2 separate regions of the Astyanax mexicanus genome follow, and region 2 is linked to region 1. The links are chromatin contacts, called in public Hi-C maps. All regions are on one chromosome and are shown on one strand. The core of a region is the stretch at or near the end of the contact, and the rest is flanking DNA. Distances in the headings are between cores, read along the strand shown. Region 1 overlaps dstyk (dual serine/threonine and tyrosine protein kinase). Region 2 holds the start of dstyk (dual serine/threonine and tyrosine protein kinase).

Region 1 (4,179 bases), core at 1,070-3,569:
AAAGACCTGACTCTGGCCTACAAGGCAAAAAACGGACCAGCTCCTTCATACTTGATGGCAGCGATGGTCAAAGCCAGATCTGCACCAAGAGCTCTTAGAGCTTCCAGCACGGCTCGGCTTGAACCTCCATCACTCAAAACACACAGAAAACAGACATCCAGACTCTTCTCTGTGCTGGCACCAAGGTGGTGGAATGAACTTCCACTGGATGTCAGAACAGCAGAGTCACTCGCCGTCTTCAAACGTCGACTGAAGACACATCTTTTCAAAGAGTTCCTAAACTAATAAAAAAAAAAAAAAGGTTCCTAGGGTTCTAAACGTGATTAAGCTCTATGTATCTCTTGATCCTAGTCCACAAACTAGCTTTGGATATCTGAAGTAACTTTGAAGCACTGTTGTAAGTCGCTCTGGATAAGGGCGTCTGCTAAATACCGAAAATGTAATGTAATGTAAAGAGATACCTCTCTTAACGTTGGTCCACAGCTGGTCTTTACTGGAGCATTTCTCAAAAGCTTCAGGCAGTTTAACAGATCCAGTACAGAGATACCAGAACAGGATCCCAAACGCGTACACATCCACCGAGTTATCATACTTTCCTAAACACACACACACCCACACACACACACACACACACATTAACAAACAACCTCAGATCCAATTCAAAATATGATTTCTGATGTCATGTATCTACTTATTGGTCACTTTATCAGAAACCCCTCCCTTACTGGTGTAGAGTTATAAAGCGTGTTACCTGTAAACAGTTCTGGGGCCATGTGTATCGGTGTTCCTACGATGCTGCCGGACATCATGGCCTCAGGTTTACAGAAACCCAGGTCTGTGATCTTCGCTCGGTTCTGCTTATCCAGCTAAAACAAAAAAAAAAAACATATTTACAACAGTGAGGAACCTTCAGGGTCTTTCAGGCTTTTCCACAAGATCTATCAAACTAAACACTCCCCTAGAGTGTATTACAGAGTGTCAGAATAAGCATGTACATTATAAAAGGACTATACAGTGCCCTCTCTGTTTCCTGTAGTGTATTACAGTCTGTCAGAATAACCATGTGGATCATATGAACATTATAGAGCATTATAGAGCGCCCCCTATGCTTCCTGTAGTGTATTACAGTCCGTCAGAATGAGCGTGTTGTGGATCATATGAACATTATAGAGCATTATAGAGCGCCCCCTATGCTTCCTGTAGTGTATTACAGTCCGTCAGAATGAGCGTGTTGTGGATCATATGAACCTTATAGAGCATTATAGAGTGCCCCCTATGCTTCCTGTAGTGTATTACAATCTGTCAGAATGAGAGTGTGGATCATATGAACATTATAGACCATTATAGAGCGCCCCCTATGATTCCTGTAGTGTATTACAGTCTGTCAGAATAACCATGTGGATCATATGAACATTATAGAGCATTATAGAGCGCCACCTATGCTTCCTGTAGTGTATTACAGTCTGTCAGAATAACCATGTGGATCATATGAACATTATAGAGCATTATAGAGCGCCCCCTATGCTTCCTGTAGTGTATTACAGTCTGTCAGAATAACCATGTAGATCATATGAACATTATAGAGCATTATAGAGCGCCCCCTATGCTTCCTGTAGTGTATTACAGTCTGTCAGAATAACCATGTAGATCATCTGAACATTATAGAGCGCCCCTATGCTTCCTGTAGTGTATTACAGTCCGTCAGAATGAGTGTGTGAATCATATGAGCATTATAGAGCATTATAGAGTGCCCCCTATGCTTCCTGTAGTGTATTACAGTCTGTCAGAATAAATGTTCTGTTAATATATAAAATATTTAACTATATTATTTGACTTGTATTTGACACTCTTGACTCACCAGGACGTTTTTTAGTTTGATGTCTCGGTGCAGGAGCCCCTGACCGTGCAGGAAGCGAATCCCCTCCACCACGTCCAGCGCGATCTGCAGACGCTCCTTCAGAGAGAGACCAGCCTAAAGAAACAAGGAGACAATGAGATTTAAAAAAAATAAATGTATTTATTTGTTTATTGTGCATATTAAGAGTGTGTGTGTGTGTGTGTGTGTGTGTGTGTGTACCTTCAGGCCTGTGTACAGGTCTCTGTGCAGTCTCTCCATAATCAGCAGCACCGCTATACTGGAGCCCCCCCCGTACGTGTGATCAATAACAGAGCCGTGAAGATTCACCAGCCGCTCGTGCTTCGGCAGAGAACTGAATAAGAACAAAACAAAAATTACTTCTTTAGCTTCACCAATCATATAGAACAGATTGTGTGTGTGTGTGTGTGTGTGTTACCGTGTGTAGTGGAACTCCAGCGCCAAGTCGTTCCAGTGTTTATCGTCGGGAGGGACGACTGATTTTAGTGCGCAGGGGTTTTGCTCTCCCCATTTATCACATAAATACACCACTCCATACTGCCCCCGGCCCAGCTCCCGGCCCAGCTTCGGCTTACCTGATAAATAAACAAACAAAGGATAAATCAATCTTAATGTAAACCTGTTAGCATGGATTATATATATATATATATATATATATATATATATATATATATATATATATATATATATATATATATATATATATATATATATAGTTTTTATTACTGTCTGCCCATGTGCAATAACACTGGCCACTGTTTACTGTAAGATACATGGAATATATGGAACCATGCTTCCTTTAATCTTAGTTTTCTAGATCGAAATAGATTTTTACTTTTTATCTTATATGGTTTTCTTACATTTTCTGATCCTAATCCATATTTGGTTTAAAGACTCTTAGACCAAACGTGCATTTTTGCCTTTATCCACAGGGTGGTGCTGTTTCTTCTTTAAGAGACGATAAGTTTCCAGTCAGAAATGGAAAACACCAATAAGCCAGCAGGGCAAGACTCCAAACATTACATCTCCTTCCATTACAGCAGATTAAAGGATTAAACACTGCTGAAATCGGCAATGTGTAATTCGTAATGTTGTCTCTCTAATTTCTTTACAATAAAAAAAATTATATACAATTATTATTATTTACTGCACAATTTATCCTCTCAAAAATGAATGATACTATGATACTATTTTTTGCATTGCATTGTCAAGAGTTAATTACTTGAATTTCTTGTCTCTTAATAAAGTGTTTGAGAGCATCAGTTAAAGTAAAGTAGTGAAGAGCTAGAGTTAAAGGTATACAGTGAATAGTGAATATTTGAGTAATGTTCTAATCCAGATTATGAAATGCAAGAACTAAGTAACGAAAAAAATGACTAAGAAGAAATAGAGGTAAGTCAATCTAAACATCAGTTTCAAGAACTTTTAAAGTTTTATCCTCAAGTGCAGTCACTGCAAAAAAGACCAAAACAAACATTAAGATAATGATGAAACTGCAGTCATTAGGACCACCCCAGGAAAGGAAGAGTTTCCTCTGTTGTACAGGATATGTGTATCAGAGTTACCAGCCTCATAAACTGCAAGTCAACAAACAGCTCCCCAGATAAGAGCATGTAAATACTTCTTCACAGAGTATTTTTTGGTTTGTTTAACACTGATTTTAAGTTACTACATGATTCCTTATGTGTTCCTTCATAGTCTGGATAAGTGGTACTGTATTTTACACTGAGCACAATGTGAGTTAAAATTAATTATATAAATAATTATATGAATTATTCTGGCTTTTAGTTCTGGTGCATCACTGTTGAATTTCACAACAATACCAAGCTTACACAACAGCCAATCAGAGTGTCAAAAACCACATACTGGAGTCTAATAGAGATTATGTGATTATGTGGCACCTCGGCTCAGTCTGAGAAGAGTGTGTGATGCTTTGCACCATATAGGCCTGTATTACTTGTTAGCCACAGAAGCCTCAGAGCTGCAGTGACTCTGCTGACCGGGTGAATTTAAAGGAAGTGAGGGTTGGGTTAAACTATCGCTTTAAAAACAACAAAAAAATCTTCACACCTCAGACTGACTGAGCTACAACACCACCACCAAACCGAAACCAATCAGTACAGAGATTAACCACACACACACACACACACACACACACACACACACTCTGCACAACAGCCACGGAACAAAACAACACACACATGTGCAGGCAGTGGTTAAGGTGTGTGGGCGGGCGAGAGAGAGAGAGAGAGAGGTGTGCCCTCACCTCTGAGAAATCAAACAGTTATGCAAGATGGTGTTCA
Region 2 (3,867 bases), core at 918-3,417, 36 kb after region 1:
GTCACGTATTGATTAGGGGTGTGTGATATGGTCCAAAAGGTAATATCTGACATGATATCTGATTTGACAAAACTCTAAATTAAAAAAATATTTAAAGAATACGCTACTGCAACAAAATGAAAATTGCATTTTAATTGTTGTGTACGATACGATACACAATAAGACATAAAAAAATACAAGAATTGTAATACTTTTCTAATAGAAGTCAATGATCCAGAGTGTCATTAAACTACTACTAATAATGCGCTCCATATATCTCCATACATCCAGGATTAAAGTAAAATAAATGATACTGTACCGATATAATCTTTAGTCTCTAGTAGATTTATAATGTGAAATCAGAACAGTGTGAATTTTTGTTTTGCTAAAAACGGTAAAAAAAAAAAAAAACAGTAGTACCCTGATGTGATAATTAGGGGTGGGTGATATTGCACAATATAATATCGTTCACGATGTTCAAAAATGCTGGCGATATTATTGCGTATGATACAATATGGCCCACCCCTATAATGTAATGCAAACAAAAACAATACGATATATGTTAATAGCTATGTATCACAATACCTATATGATGCAATATCGACATATCATGTTGAATAATCATCAGTGCAGCCCTACTTTAAAGGCAGATGGGAGTTTGTTCTATGGGGTGAGTATGGGGTGAGTATGGGGTGAGTATGGGGTGAGTATGGGGTGAGTATGGGGTGAGTATGGGGTGAGTATGGGGTGAGTATAGGGTGAGTATAGGGTGAGTATAGGGTGAGTATAGGGTGAGTGTAGGGTGAGTATAGGGTGAGTGTAGGGTGAGTGTAGGGTGAGTATAGGGTGAGTTGTTTTCTCACCTGCTTCCAGTGCTGCAGTGGGGGATGATGCTGAAGCTCGTGCATTGCTGTAGTTGTGTCTCATCTCTCTGAAGAAAGCTTCAGTCTCCTTCAGGTTCCTCCTCAGCTGGGTTGCATGCTTATTATAGTTGGCGAAGACCCGTGTGAGCTCGCGGGCCAGAGGAGAAGATCTCTGAGGACCACTGGGCTCCATGTTTTTGGACAGTGAATGAATGGATCACATAAACATACAGGACATTAATACAGCTCTAGCTTTACTGGACCATACACACCCACAGTCTGACTGACTGACTGTATAGATATATGTGTGTGTATATATGTAGTGTGAATTGTGAGTTGTTGCCAATGTTCTATATTAGAACCTCCATAATTTTGTAAAGAACTAAATTAAGCACCAAAGTCAGGAGAGAAGCTTTCCCAAAGCAGGCTGGCCTACTTCTCCATCACATTTACACTCAAACTAGCTTTAACTGCTGGTGATGGAGGTGATTTTGCATTTGCAAACTCTTGCAAATGTCCAGAAATCCAAATGTAAAGTTATTTTAAATATTTTAAAGTAAGATTTTTAAGTAAGAATCTGCAGCCTGGATTTAGCTAGCTTTGTTTCCAGTGCATATCAGGGAAAAGCAAAGGAAAAAAGCAGAGCAGGCCCGGATTAGAGGATCACTTGACTTGACAAAGGTATTTTTGGCATAAGCGAAAGAGAGGGAGAGGCTGGTTAAAAAAAAAAAAAAAAAAAAAGGAGGCTAGAAACAATCCCAGAAAAATATACACATACACTCTATATACAACCAATGCCCCAAAGCCTCAAAGCCTGGAAACGCAAAAACTACAAATTCCAGAAACTTTGCAGGCAAAGCTAAGCTAGCTTTAGCCAAAGTTCCTGCAACAACCAAAACAACAAGAAGTGAGACAGCACTCCAGCTCTCAGCAGAACCGTCTAATAAACTAATATACAGGATAATTCGAGCTCCCGCAGCGGGTCCGAGCTCATCAACCCCCCAAAAAAGCAGAAAAAGAAGCGGACAGTTTTAGCCGGCGAGCCGCCCATCCGCTGGAGGTTAGTCCGAGCACAGTCCGCGAGCTCCCGGGATGCAGCTTTTTCCAAGCCGGGCAACTTTCCTCCTCCCGCGGCGCGGAGTTTGCGGGTTCAGCCGCCGCTCTGGACCCCGCCGGAAGGAGCTGGAGTGTAAGCGGACCCGGACCGGGCCTAAATACAGCGGGACATGCTGTCCTAATCACTGCAAACCCTAAAATCAGGGAGGCGGAGAAGTGCTGCCCAGCCGCCGCGCTGCTGCCACTGGCGATGTTTTGAAGGCTGGGCCTGCGCGGTGCAGCATGGGAAATGTAGTCCCGCAGCAAAACACACACACGGTGACGAAAACAAAACCAGAGTAAAATCCTCGGAGGGGAATTCACAGATTAAACCAGCGGAGAGGAGAGATTTCCTAATATTTAAATTATGTCTTTAAATAGTGAAAAACAAAACTTTCTAAATATGATGTAGTTTTAAATTGATTTAAGTATATTCAGTATAAAAAGAATTATATATATAAAAAAATATATATATAAAATAATATAAATGAAAAAGTATATATAAAGTAGTTCTAAATGTATGTAAACATATTTGGTATAAATAAAATGATATTAAAAAAATAATAATAATAAATAAATAAATGAAAAAATAAATATGAGAAGTTTTACATTTATTAAATATATATTCAGTATAAATAACTAGGATTAATAATAAGGATTTGTAGATATAATTTCTTTTTTATCCCAGAAAGTTTTGATGTGGTGCAGTGGATAACACCACCACCTGCCAGTAAACTACCATGTGAGAGACTATGCTACACACATAAGAGTCCTTGGGCAATATTCCTAACATTACATTGACCCACCTCTGTAACAGGAATAACCTTGTAAGTCACTCAAGATAAGTGCATTAGCCAAATGCCGTAAATGTAAATGTAATGAATAAAAATGTTACTATTTATAGTCATCATTCCTATTTTTGAAGTGCTGATAATTACTGCACTCTGATTCTGTGTTTTTAACACAATTCTTTTCTAACCTCTTTTTGTTAGTTTAGTGTGAAAAGCAGTGAAAATGGAAAACTTCAACAGAGTATCTTTTTCTCGTTTTTTTAACAGTAAAAGAACACGGTGTGTTTTAGTTTGGAGAACATTCTCGTGTTTTCACCTGGATCGGTATCCTGTTTTGCTCTCAGGGCGGAACATCTGAAATTGATCAGATTCCACACGCGGTGACGCGCGGAGCTCTTTACAGGTCATCTGTCTCCATCTAGCGGCGACTACTGTAAACTGCAACCCAAAGATTAACGTTTAATGAACGTTTAGTTCTCTATAATATTTAAATTCAAACTTAAACATAATTTAATCCACCATATATAATAATAATATATACGTACAATAAAAACAGTAATATAATTATTTTATTCATATTAATGATAAACCTATATAATAATTATATAATGAGGTATTTTGAGGTATTTTGAGTTTGGGGTAGTTCTAATCAGAGCCAGTTTCATCATAACGTTTTTGCTGGTATTTACGAAACATACAAATGTTTCAAAGTTCTTGGAATGAAATCTCATTAATCATTTTATCTACATTTTATGTCAATGAATAATACAATTTCTGGAATTTTAAATGTATATCCTAGATAAATATTTTATATTTTTTAGACATTTTGACTTAGCATCTCATATATGTATACATTTCTCTCACATCTTTCTCACCTACTATCAAAAAAATTAAGTTAGCAAATTACTTGATTTAGTATTTCAAAAAAAAAAATGTTCTAAAAATCAATATCTTATATGGATTTTCTTTTTCAAAAACTGTAATTCTGAATATAAAAACAAAACATTCCACTGTCTTTTGACTTAGTATCGCAAATAATGTACATTTTGAAAAGTGAAAAATTTGACTTAGTATTTTGAAATAGAGATTATATTCTAGACTCTATGATTTAGTGTCTCAAATGGAATTATATATAATGA

The links. A called contact is a pair of places that touch in the nucleus more often than the background predicts.
Region 2: a Hi-C map of muscle shows a contact between it and region 1, with 15 times the contacts expected there. The contact joins the promoter of dstyk here to the enhancer-like site in region 1. A contact is called at or near these places in 2 of 3 Hi-C or Micro-C datasets (both in muscle).

What each region holds. Positions count from the first base shown.
Region 1 is chr24:31,761,947-31,766,125 of AstMex3_surface, forward strand. dstyk (dual serine/threonine and tyrosine protein kinase) reads right to left here. Exons shown (of 14, transcript XM_022682514.2): 9 at 2,295-2,451; 10 at 2,078-2,210; 11 at 1,859-1,972; 12 at 752-866; 13 at 462-596. Among protein-coding and RNA genes, the nearest start is that of dstyk, 37 kb to the right of the region's middle. Within about 2 kb of position 2,320, the one cell type or tissue checked has an H3K27ac peak away from gene starts, as active enhancers do.
Region 2 is chr24:31,798,578-31,802,444 of AstMex3_surface, forward strand. It overlaps dstyk (dual serine/threonine and tyrosine protein kinase), which reads right to left and starts at 2,168. Exons shown (of 14, transcript XM_022682514.2): 1 at 843-2,168. The coding sequence starts at 1,035.